Regions from separate parts of the Mus musculus genome. Here region 2 is linked to region 1. The links are chromatin contacts, called in public promoter capture Hi-C maps. All regions are on one chromosome and are shown on one strand. Each heading gives the region's core, a stretch centred on a gene start, on an enhancer-like site or on the middle of the called end of the contact. The rest is flanking DNA. Distances are from core to core; before and after follow the strand shown. Region 1 overlaps Scube1 (signal peptide, CUB domain, EGF-like 1). Region 2 holds the start of Scube1 (signal peptide, CUB domain, EGF-like 1).

The links. Promoter capture Hi-C pulls out the DNA fragments that hold promoters and counts their contacts.
Region 2: a contact with region 1 is called in a promoter capture Hi-C map of second pharyngeal arch cranial neural crest, with 2.4 times the contacts expected there. The contact joins the promoter of Scube1 here to the enhancer-like site in region 1. A contact is called at or near these places in 4 of 39 promoter capture datasets (embryonic stem cells, frontonasal cranial neural crest, maxillary cranial neural crest and 1 more), 9 of 484 Hi-C or Micro-C datasets (the N1E-115 cell line, Sertoli cells, cranial neural crest and 4 more), 10 of 115 datasets of contacts at active chromatin or transcription factors (craniofacial prominence, embryonic fibroblasts, embryonic forebrain and 6 more) and 4 of 9 other capture datasets (adipose tissue, embryonic stem cells, liver and 1 more).

What each region holds. Positions count from the first base shown.
Region 1 is chr15:83,681,884-83,686,341 of GRCm38.p6, forward strand. All of the region lies in intron 3 of Scube1 (signal peptide, CUB domain, EGF-like 1), which reads right to left. Among named protein-coding and RNA genes, the nearest start is that of Gm52183, 11 kb to the right of the region's middle. Within about 2 kb of position 1,473, at least 24 of the 459 cell types and tissues checked have an H3K27ac peak or open chromatin away from gene starts, as enhancers often do. A contact at or near this core is called in the N1E-115 cell line, craniofacial prominence, embryonic limb bud and 1 more, where this site is marked.
Region 2 is chr15:83,723,229-83,728,192 of GRCm38.p6, forward strand. Scube1 (signal peptide, CUB domain, EGF-like 1) reads right to left here and starts at 1,811. Exons shown (of 22, transcript NM_022723.3): 1 at 1,591-1,811. The coding sequence starts at 1,678.

The DNA.
Region 1 (4,458 bases), core at 223-2,722:
TAAACTAACCTAGGCACTGGAACTAAGCTAAGAAGATTCTAGGAGGCTTTAGAGGAGACCCTGAACCAGGTAACAGGGCCGAAGGACAGAGAGCGAACAGCTTATCTTTGAAGTCCCAGCTTGTCGAGAGATGCCAGAACCAGCCTACACCTTCTGCGGGGTGAAAAGGTTCCCTCTTTTAACAGATAGAGCCTCTCTGCATGGAATGTCCCCCTCTTTGGCTAGCTGAGGTGACAGACAGCAAATAGGGAGGAAGCCTGTGTACCTGCCCCGAAGGGAACCCTCAGTAAGAATACTATTTGATAGTTGTTCCTTCAATCAAAGGCAGTGTCCAATGTCAGGTGGGCATGCTGAGCCTAAGAAGGCCTGAAGACCTCACGCATGTCGGTCTGGCCTGAACCTCACCTGGCCAGCCAAGTGTGAGAAGTACCATGTTTCCCAAAATTTCTTTCGTCTCCCACCCCAACAGTCACCAGTCACTACTAACTTGTCCCCGACACTTAGGCCACCTGTGTCCCCAGCTCCCATGGCACAGCCTATCTTAGACCTCAGTGACCCGCCCCCCCCCCCCCATACACATTCTGTCTCACTCGTAAGCTTCCCTGGGTCGTAAACTTCAAGGGTGTGGCCACTGAGGACCCCAGGGTGGCCAGAACATGGCATCAATGATGGCGCCTAACAGTGTCCCTGGGGTCACTCACTGCCCAGGACAGGCACAGGTCTGGCACTGACATTGGAGCGGGCAGCCTTTAGCTGTGACTCCTGCCAGGCTTTGCTCTGGGGACACTACCCTTGCTCTCTAGTTCCCACTAGCCCTGAGGGGTCATTTCAGGGCTGGGGCCTACTCACTGTGGTTGTCCCCTCACAGGAAGGGTCTCTGAGGCCAAGGCATAGGCTTCTGGAGGGCGTCTGCAAAAGGTCTGTGGTTTGCTACCAAGGGCCGCTGCTTGGCCCCAGGTAGGGCTGTTTGTTTTTTTTATTAATAGTGGGCTGTTTGTTGTCTTTTGGATGAGGAACTCAAGTTTGCAGTTATTTATAACTGAAAATTACTCCTTGATCCTGTTTCATTCACTTTGTGTTGCCCATGAACGAGCACAATTTGACACAGAGACTCTGTGTTTTGAGTGGACCCCACCCATGTTTCTGTGGCTGCCCAGAATCCACTGTGTGTCCGGCCTTGCCTGGGCTCCAGCGTCCTGTGGGCGGGAACTGAAGCTCAGGCGCCTCGGAGAAGTCAGGCTCAACCTCCGCCCCTGAGCTTAGCCACCTGGTTCTGGCAGGAGCCGTGCGGGCCCTCCCCTTCCCCATCCCTCAGAAGGGCAGCTGAGGCAGAAATGCCTCTTGGCTATCGAATGACTCTTGCAAAATTGCATTTGATGAGTTAAGTGTAAATAAACGAGAACCAGATGGATTTGATTTCGGGTAAAATACACACGGGTCTTAGAGATCCGGGGCCTTGAGTTCCAACAGAGCCAGAACACTCCTGAATTGTCAAGAGCTCTGACTTGGCAGGGAGGAGGGAGCAGCAGGTCATGGCTGACCTATCTACTTACTGCCCTGGGTGTCATCTGAAGCTTTCTCCCGGGCCCCCTGCCGGTTAGCAGCATGCAGCCTCCAGGGTCTGGGCCCAAGTCTAAACTCAGGACTGAGTGATGAGACCAGAATGGAGCTCAGCTCTCTAGACCAGCAAGCCCACTGTTACGTGAAAACCCCCAATGCAGCCCAGGAAGGCCAGGCTCTCCTGGAGCTACCTGTATCCAGGCACTGCTTCTCCAGGAAAGCCCTGCCTTCTGGGCCCAGCTGCTAATCTAGGCCCCCCAGGGCTCTCTGTGTGGCCAAGCGCTGGTTTGCTGCCTAGCTCAGACTGGGGCTACTTCCCCTCAGAACTGCCTGTGACCCTGTGACCACTGCCTATGGGTCTGTATCTTTTCCCACAGGTCACACCAGACGGGGCACTATTCATTGAGGGACTGTTCTGACCTCGAGCTGCTGAGCCATGTAAGGCCTGGGTTTCATTCTCTGTAAGGCAGGGACCACAATGTTGGAAGGGAAGGGAGCGGTCAGGAAAGCACAGAACCAAATCTCCCAGCACCTGAACAGGCCCACATGCTAATCAACAAATGTGAGCAGTGCCGAACAGAGATACAGTAAATGTCTTGAATCTCCGGGGCTTGCAGGCATGGCGTGCTGGACAGCCAAGTCCCTTCCAGATCAGAAACGTGACAACGAGCCACATGAGAAGCCTGCCTGGCCTTCTGGTCTCTGAGCGGAGGAGTTCCTTAAACTGCCTTCCTCTTGACTGGACATCAGGCCATTCACCCCCAGGATTGCTCTGGGGTTGGGAGTGGGGGCCGGGGTGGGGTAGGGGTGGGGGAGACACCAGCTTATGGTTGTGTTTAAAACTGACCAGACCAGGGGTGGAAGGAACTGTGCGTGTGGTCTGCTCGCTATGTGGGACAGCCTTCTGCTCTTTCCTTTCTAGAGTTGCGTTTTAGAATGGAGCTGCAGTTCACACTCTGGTGTGCACCGTGGACATTTCTAGCGGACTCGCTGGGTCATGCAAAACCGTCACTACTAATTCTAGGTCATGACCTTCCCACCAATCAGTATGGATGTCCCCTTCACAGTGAGTCCCAGGGCTCCCGAACCCTAGGTCTCTACATATTTACCTAGTCTAGCCATTTCACATCAATAGAATTGCTTATTATCAATGTTATGATAACTATATAAATTTATAAAACATAATAGTTATAATAATATATTGTTCTCTGGGTTTGGCTTCTTTTACATGACATCCTGTTTTGAAGCTTCCCCCAGTGTGGCATTGTACTAGAAGCTGCATTCTTTTTTTTTTTTTTCTTATGACCGAGTAATATTTCCACGTCTATATATCTGCCACCATATTGGATTCCCTGGAGCTGGACTGTAAGTGGTTATGAACTTCCTGATGTGAGTGCTAAGAACCAAGCTCAGGTCCTCGGAAAGAGCCGCAGATGCCTTAGCCACAGCGGTCACTCCAGTGTCCCCGTATCTAAGAGCTTCCTGTTAGGCTACATCACTTGACACTGTCAGCAGCAAAGTGTGAGGCTTCCAGCTCTCCACATCCACACGGTCAGCGCTTGTCAGAAGGGCCACTCTAGTGGGTGTGACCTGGTGTCTCCTGGCTTCTAGTCACACTTCCCTGACTGCTAACAACCTTAAACAGTTTTTTTTTTCTGAATGTACAGTGGTCATTTGCATATCCTCTTTAGAGGCCTCTCTATTCAAATCTTGCTCTTTTTGTGGAAATACATAAACTGGGTTGTACAACCTAGTGCAGTGTGGCGTAGTGGCTCACAGTTGTGTGAAGTTGTCTGACAGCTGGGACTTCCCACTCTGCCCACCCTCCTCTACCAAGGCTGGGCCTCTGAGACATGGAAGGTTTCACACTATCCATTGTTTGCTTAGTTAGGGTTTCACTGCTGTGAACAGACACCATGACCAAGGCAACTCTTAGAAGAACATTTAATTGAGGCTGGCTTACAGGTTCAGAGGTTCAGTCCATTATCATCAAGGTGGGAACAGGGTAGTATCTAGGCAGGCATGATGCAGGCAGAGCTGAGAGTTCTCCATCTCCATCTGAAGGCTGCTAGTGGAAGATTGCCTTCCAGGCAGTTAGGATGAGGGTCTTAAGTCCACACCCACAGCGACATGCCTACTCCAACAAGGCCACACCTCCTAATAGTGCCCCTCTTTGGAAAAAACATTACACTTGTCAACATCCTGCTCTGACCATGCCTCATAGCAGCATCTCTGATGACTGATAATCTGCTCTTGGAGCTAGGCACCTCCTCTACCATCCTCTACGACTGTACATTGGCTAGTGCGGTGCCTGCCTTTGGATGTCCAGCAGACACACCTGACCCACCAGAGTCCAGGCTGGTCTCCTAACATCACCTCTCACAGACGAGCCGAGTCAAACACACAGCTGCATTAGGCTCCCAGCCTCTGTCTCACCACAGAGCCCAGACACCTGGCTGTCAATCTCAATACCACCTTCCCATCCCTACATCTGGTCCCTGTGACAGTTGTACCTGCTGTAAAATCCCCAAGCACAAATCCATCTCTCACCTCTCCCTGTGGGATAGCTGGCCAGCCTCCCTTGCTCAGACCCATATCCCTGCCTTTACCCCACAGCCCCATCAAAAAGACCATGTTATCTACTTCCTGAAGCCCCCCCAAAAGCCCACAAACAGGCTTCCTTTTCCCTGGTCACCAAAGGTGATCGCTCTGGCCGCATGCCCAACAGCTTGGCTTCTGCTGGCCAACTCTGGCCTGGCCATACATATGGTGTCTTAGTTTCCTGTCCAGTTTGCTGTGATAAAATATCTGGCCAACAAGCAATCTAGGGTTCCAAAGGATTTATTTCCACTCATGGTTCTGGGCTATACAGTCTATCATAGTGCGGGCATTGCAGCA
Region 2 (4,964 bases), core at 561-3,060, 42 kb after region 1:
TATAGTAAACCAGAGAGCACAAGCCAAGGCCAGTAGGGAGGCCAGAGGGAGGGGCTCTCTGGAGAGCTGGTCACTGAGGGACCCACTACTTCAAGGGTAGGATGCCAGAGATGGCCAGACCATATGGGACACCTCTAAGAGCGGCTCATCTTTCCACTTCCTAATGGTCAGGGAATGAGAGTGAGGGTCAGGAAGTTTCCTGGGGTTCTGGGGTCCCTTCTATCTCGCACCTACATAGGATGGAACACAGAACTTGGGAAGGGGTGGCTGGGGCTGTCTGCCTTTCAAACTATAAACTTGGCCTGGAAGCAAGGTAGCCTGGCTGAGCCAGACTGCAGATCCCTGTGCAACCCTCAGATATAGGCTGCTCACTTCAACTCTGGTTTTCTTATTCAGCTGTTAGGGCTCCAGAGTCACCAGACTTCCACAGAGGGTAAGGAAAGGCAGAAGAGGATAGACACTAGGAGGGACAGAGAGGAAGGGAGAGGTACACAGGATAGTCCCACAAAAGTGAGGACCCCCAACACCTGGGAGAAATGCCCACGGACTGTCTAGTATCCTCAACAGGACCCAGCTTCTGGAATGGGCGCATGGAAGAAAACTCAGCGCCAATGGAGTAGCATGGACTAGCATAAACTCCCTAGCACTGGATCTCTGTGGGACTCTCCGGAGAGCAAGACAGGCAGGAACCTCCTCGCCCTCTCCAAGGAGAACAAGGAAGAATGTGAAAAGAGAGACTCGGTGTGCAGCTTTGCCCGGAAGCCCCTTCCGGGAAACTCAGATCACGGAGGGACACCCCCACCTAGCAGTTCCTTCTGCCTGGACCAAAGGCTGTGCCTGTGCCTCCGGCCCCCTCTCTCTGATGTCTGTTCTGTTATTCGTGTTCTCATCCACCTCCTTCCCTACGTCTGTCCGTCTTTTCTCCCCCTCCTGTCTGACAGTCCATCTGTCCATCTCTTCCCAGACATCTCCATCCTTCCTCTCTCACTCGGCCCCCTCCCTCGGCGACGCCCCTCCGAGTCCTCCCGTCTCTCTGTCTGGTGTCCATCTGTCTCCTCCTCTCTGTCCTTTGATCTGCCTTTCTCCATTCCGCTGTCCACTGCCTCCTCGCTCCCCTCCCTTGCCTCCTCTCCCCTCTTCCCTCCCGCGGCTGTCTTTCTGAGGGCTTCTTCCTGGGCCCTTTTGTCTGTTCCCACTACGCCTCGGCTCCTGTCCGTCTGTCCCTCTATCTTCCCACCTTCCCTCCAGTCTCAGCGCGTCCTTTCTGACCACCTCCGGGTATCTCCTACGCGGCAGCTGCCCAGTCCTTGGCCCCGGGGGAGCGCCGCTCTCGGTTCGGGGGTCCCCGCCCGTCTCCGTACGCATGCCGGGCCCCGCAGGCGGCCGTCGCGCTTCCTTTCTTCCTCTGGCCTCCCGCTTCCCCTCCCGGGGCCTCAGTCCACCCCGCCCCCGCCGGCCCCGGGCGCCCCGGGCGATCGCAGAAGTTACTTTGCAAGGAGGCAGGATCCGGCGCTGGGCGGCCTCCGACGGCGCGGGGTGGCAGCCTGTAGGACCCCGCGCGCCCTCATCCCCCTGGGTCCTCGCGCTTACCTGGCAGCCCGCTGCCCCCCACCAGCCGCCCGCGCGCTCCCAGAGCGAGCAGTAGGTACAAGTGCCAGCGCACGGCCGCCGCGCCCATGCTCGCTGCGGGCCGCGCCGGGTGCTGGCGTGCGGGGCACGGGACGCTCGGAGCGACCGCTCCGCGAGCGCTCCTGTCTGCAGCGAGCTCCGCTACCGCTCCGGCTCCCAGCCACATAGCCGGCGCGCAGGACAAGCTGACAGCCGCGCGCTCATTGGCCCGCGGCCGTGGGGGGCGGAGCTCCGCGGGAGGCCGTCCAGTGGGCGTCGGGTGGCGTGGCCTGCGGGCGTCTGGGCCCGCCTCCTCTCCCGGGGCCGGCGGCAGGTGGGGGGTGGGAGCCGAGAGAGCTGGGGTCGCGGTACAGGGTGTCACCCGGGGCCTGGACTGGGCCGCAGGCTGCTCTTCCCCAGTCCCTCTTTGTGTGCTGATCCCCGAGGTCCAGGGTGTCTGTTTCCCTTCAGATATGCACACACTCTGTTGGGGGAGTAGAGGTGAAGAAAGGCCCAGAGGCACCCAGGGATGGTGAAGAAGATGCTAAGAGCACGCAGCCAATACATAGGAATTTATTGAGCCGCTACTGGATGCCAAGTGCCGCTGGGGACAGCCACACACTAGTCAGCAGTGAAAGCTCTGGACGATAGCTTCAGAATTTGCGTACAAAATCAAAGGAACTTTTCAGTACTGCCCCGAAGGACAATGGTTATAGGAGTGTTTGTCTTGGACAGGCGCGTGTCGCGCCTAGAACCGTTCTCCCAGTGAATGGACGCGCGACCAGGCCGGATTGAGTGACCTCTCTCTACCCAGGCTCTTGTTGCTCTGCGAAGCCCAGATCCTCGGGTGACAGGCCCAGCGAGGCGGGAGAACCGTGGCGTCGCGGTCTCCCTAGCCCAGATCCTCCCCCAGCTCGGGGTCTACACCTGACCCCTCGGCCTTGAGGCCTGGCGGGCACTCAATGGCCTCTCTCAGCTCCGGAGGGAGGCAGGACACTGAAGAAGTTCAGCAAACCCCAAGGCCCATCTCCTTGACAACCACCAATAAGAGCTCCTGTTTTCTCCTGCTCTCCAGATTCAAAGACTAGAGTTTTAGCTTTTTGTCCACTCTGCCTGTGCAGTGTTGCGCCCAGCGGTTCCCATCCACGCTGGCTCTTTCTTCCTCCCTGCCCCCAGCACACACTTTTGCAGCCACCTCCAAGGCCCCAGAAGGTTAAAGTCATGTGTCTCGGCTCCTGCTGCTAGCCAGACTTCCCGTGGGCTTAGGGCAATGGTTTGGAGACTAAGGCAAGGGATCCATTTCCACGTTATGCAGATGGAATCAAGGAGGAAAACGTGGAACTCTGGCCTCTACTGTGTCCCCATAGGCTCCTACCCTGGCCACTGCATGCATTTTCTTTCCCTGGTTGCTCCTGGCCATGTAGTTTAATTTGGGGGACCTTGTTACCACGCCTTATTTTGTCTTCTCTCAGCTGTAGGGCTTTGAGATTTTTTTCTTCGCCTGTGCAACCAATCGATTTGTGAGATGTGTTGTGTGTGTGTGGGGGGGGGGGAGTGAGGGAGTTTGGGAGAGGAACTCTGACTTCTTAGCACAATGTTTTTCATGTCTCTTCCTCAGGGGCTCTCATCCCCACTCATATTCAGGGGGGATGGAGGCTTGGGATTCCCGTGAGTCCCCGGGGACTCTTTTGCTAATATGGAAATTTTATCTGCAGTAACCTTTATCTTCAGTGACTTGAAGGTCAGGTTTGCTGATGAACTAACACTCTTTAAGCGTGCAAAAGAAACGAGGGTCTCATCTAGGAGACCATGGCTCATGTGGCAGAACCAAAGGGCTGTGCAGGGTGGGGGGGAAGGAGGGCTGGGGGAGGGGAGCTGAGTCTCTAAGTTCCTGACCAAGGAGAAGGTTTATCTCCTTGGAAGAAGGAGGGGGTGGAGAAAGATGCTTTATTTCCTAGAGCAGAAGGCTCTAGATTGTTCTGGGGTGGGTTGGTTACATGGGATCATCACTCTAATGTCAGGACTAAGGATGTCTTGGCACCTTTGCATATTGAGCTGAGAAAGTGGAAGCCACTGGTTTGGGGAACAGACTGGGCTACCTCACATCCGAGCCACCTGTGTGCATTCTGCATGTCAATCGGCACCCACACCCTCCTCTGAGGTCCTCTCTAGACCAACCACAGGCACGGTAGCCTGGCACACAGCTTGCCTTTTGCACCCTGAACCCAATGTCACGTTGCCACCCGGACAGCCTTTGTTTCCTCCTGTCTGTACCCCAGTCCCTGCCCCATAAGCTTGGTGCAAGACCCCCTTCAGGCTCAGAAAATGGAAGTCCCCACTTTCACATCCCTCAGCTTTCTCTCTGTCACCATCCAAAAATGCAACCCTGGGGGCCTTCTCTGTGGCCACAGTTCCCAAAGGGAGCTAAGGCAATTATCATGTGATTCTGTGCATGAATGAACGAATGAACGAACGAACGAATGAATGAATGCATGAGTGAGTGGGTGAATGAACAAATGGTCCCAGAAACAAGGCAGAACCATCTGTGAACTCCTATTGCTCCAGTGAAGTAACTTTGGCCGTGCCAGGTCCTTAAGAATAAAAAGTGAGATGGTGAGATGGCTCAGCGGTTAAGAGCGCCGACTGCTCTTCCAAAGGTCCTGAGTTCAAATCCCAGTAACCACAAGGTGGCTCACAACCATCTATAACGAAATCTGATGCCATCCTCTGGAGTGTCTGAAGACAGCTACAGTGTACTTACATATATTAAATATATATATATATATATATATATATATATATATATATATATATATATATATTAAAATAATAAAACCAGCTGTTCTCTCCCTCTCCCTCTTTCTCTCTCTCTCAAACAACCCACTTTCTGTGCCCTGTAGGGAAGCTAGGCTGGTCAGCAGAACCCCAAATCCTGAGTGCCCAGAGCAGATGACCCTGGACTTGGGGCCCTTTGGCTCCCCCTAGTGACAGTTCGCAAAGGTGTTTGCCTGAAAGAAAGCAAGAGGAATTACCCAGGTCCTCTCTTCTAGGCATGTCCTCTGGGACCTCACCTCAGGTCACAATCTCAACACTGACCAGCCCTGTAATAGTGTCCCCATCACTGAGCCCTCTGCAGCCTGGGTTCCTCAGCTTGAACGATCATGTAGGGTTGCTGGGAAGATAAAACGAGGCAAGACCAGGCAAGCGTGACAATGGGGCCTCTCTGAACCTCAGTACCCTTTCCAGTAGCGGAAGAGTGTTGCTGGTGTTTTCTGGGGAGAATTAAAGGAGACACTGGGATCAGGGTTTTGTGCTCCTGCTAGGGTCATGATAATTATACTACCCCCGCCCCCCTG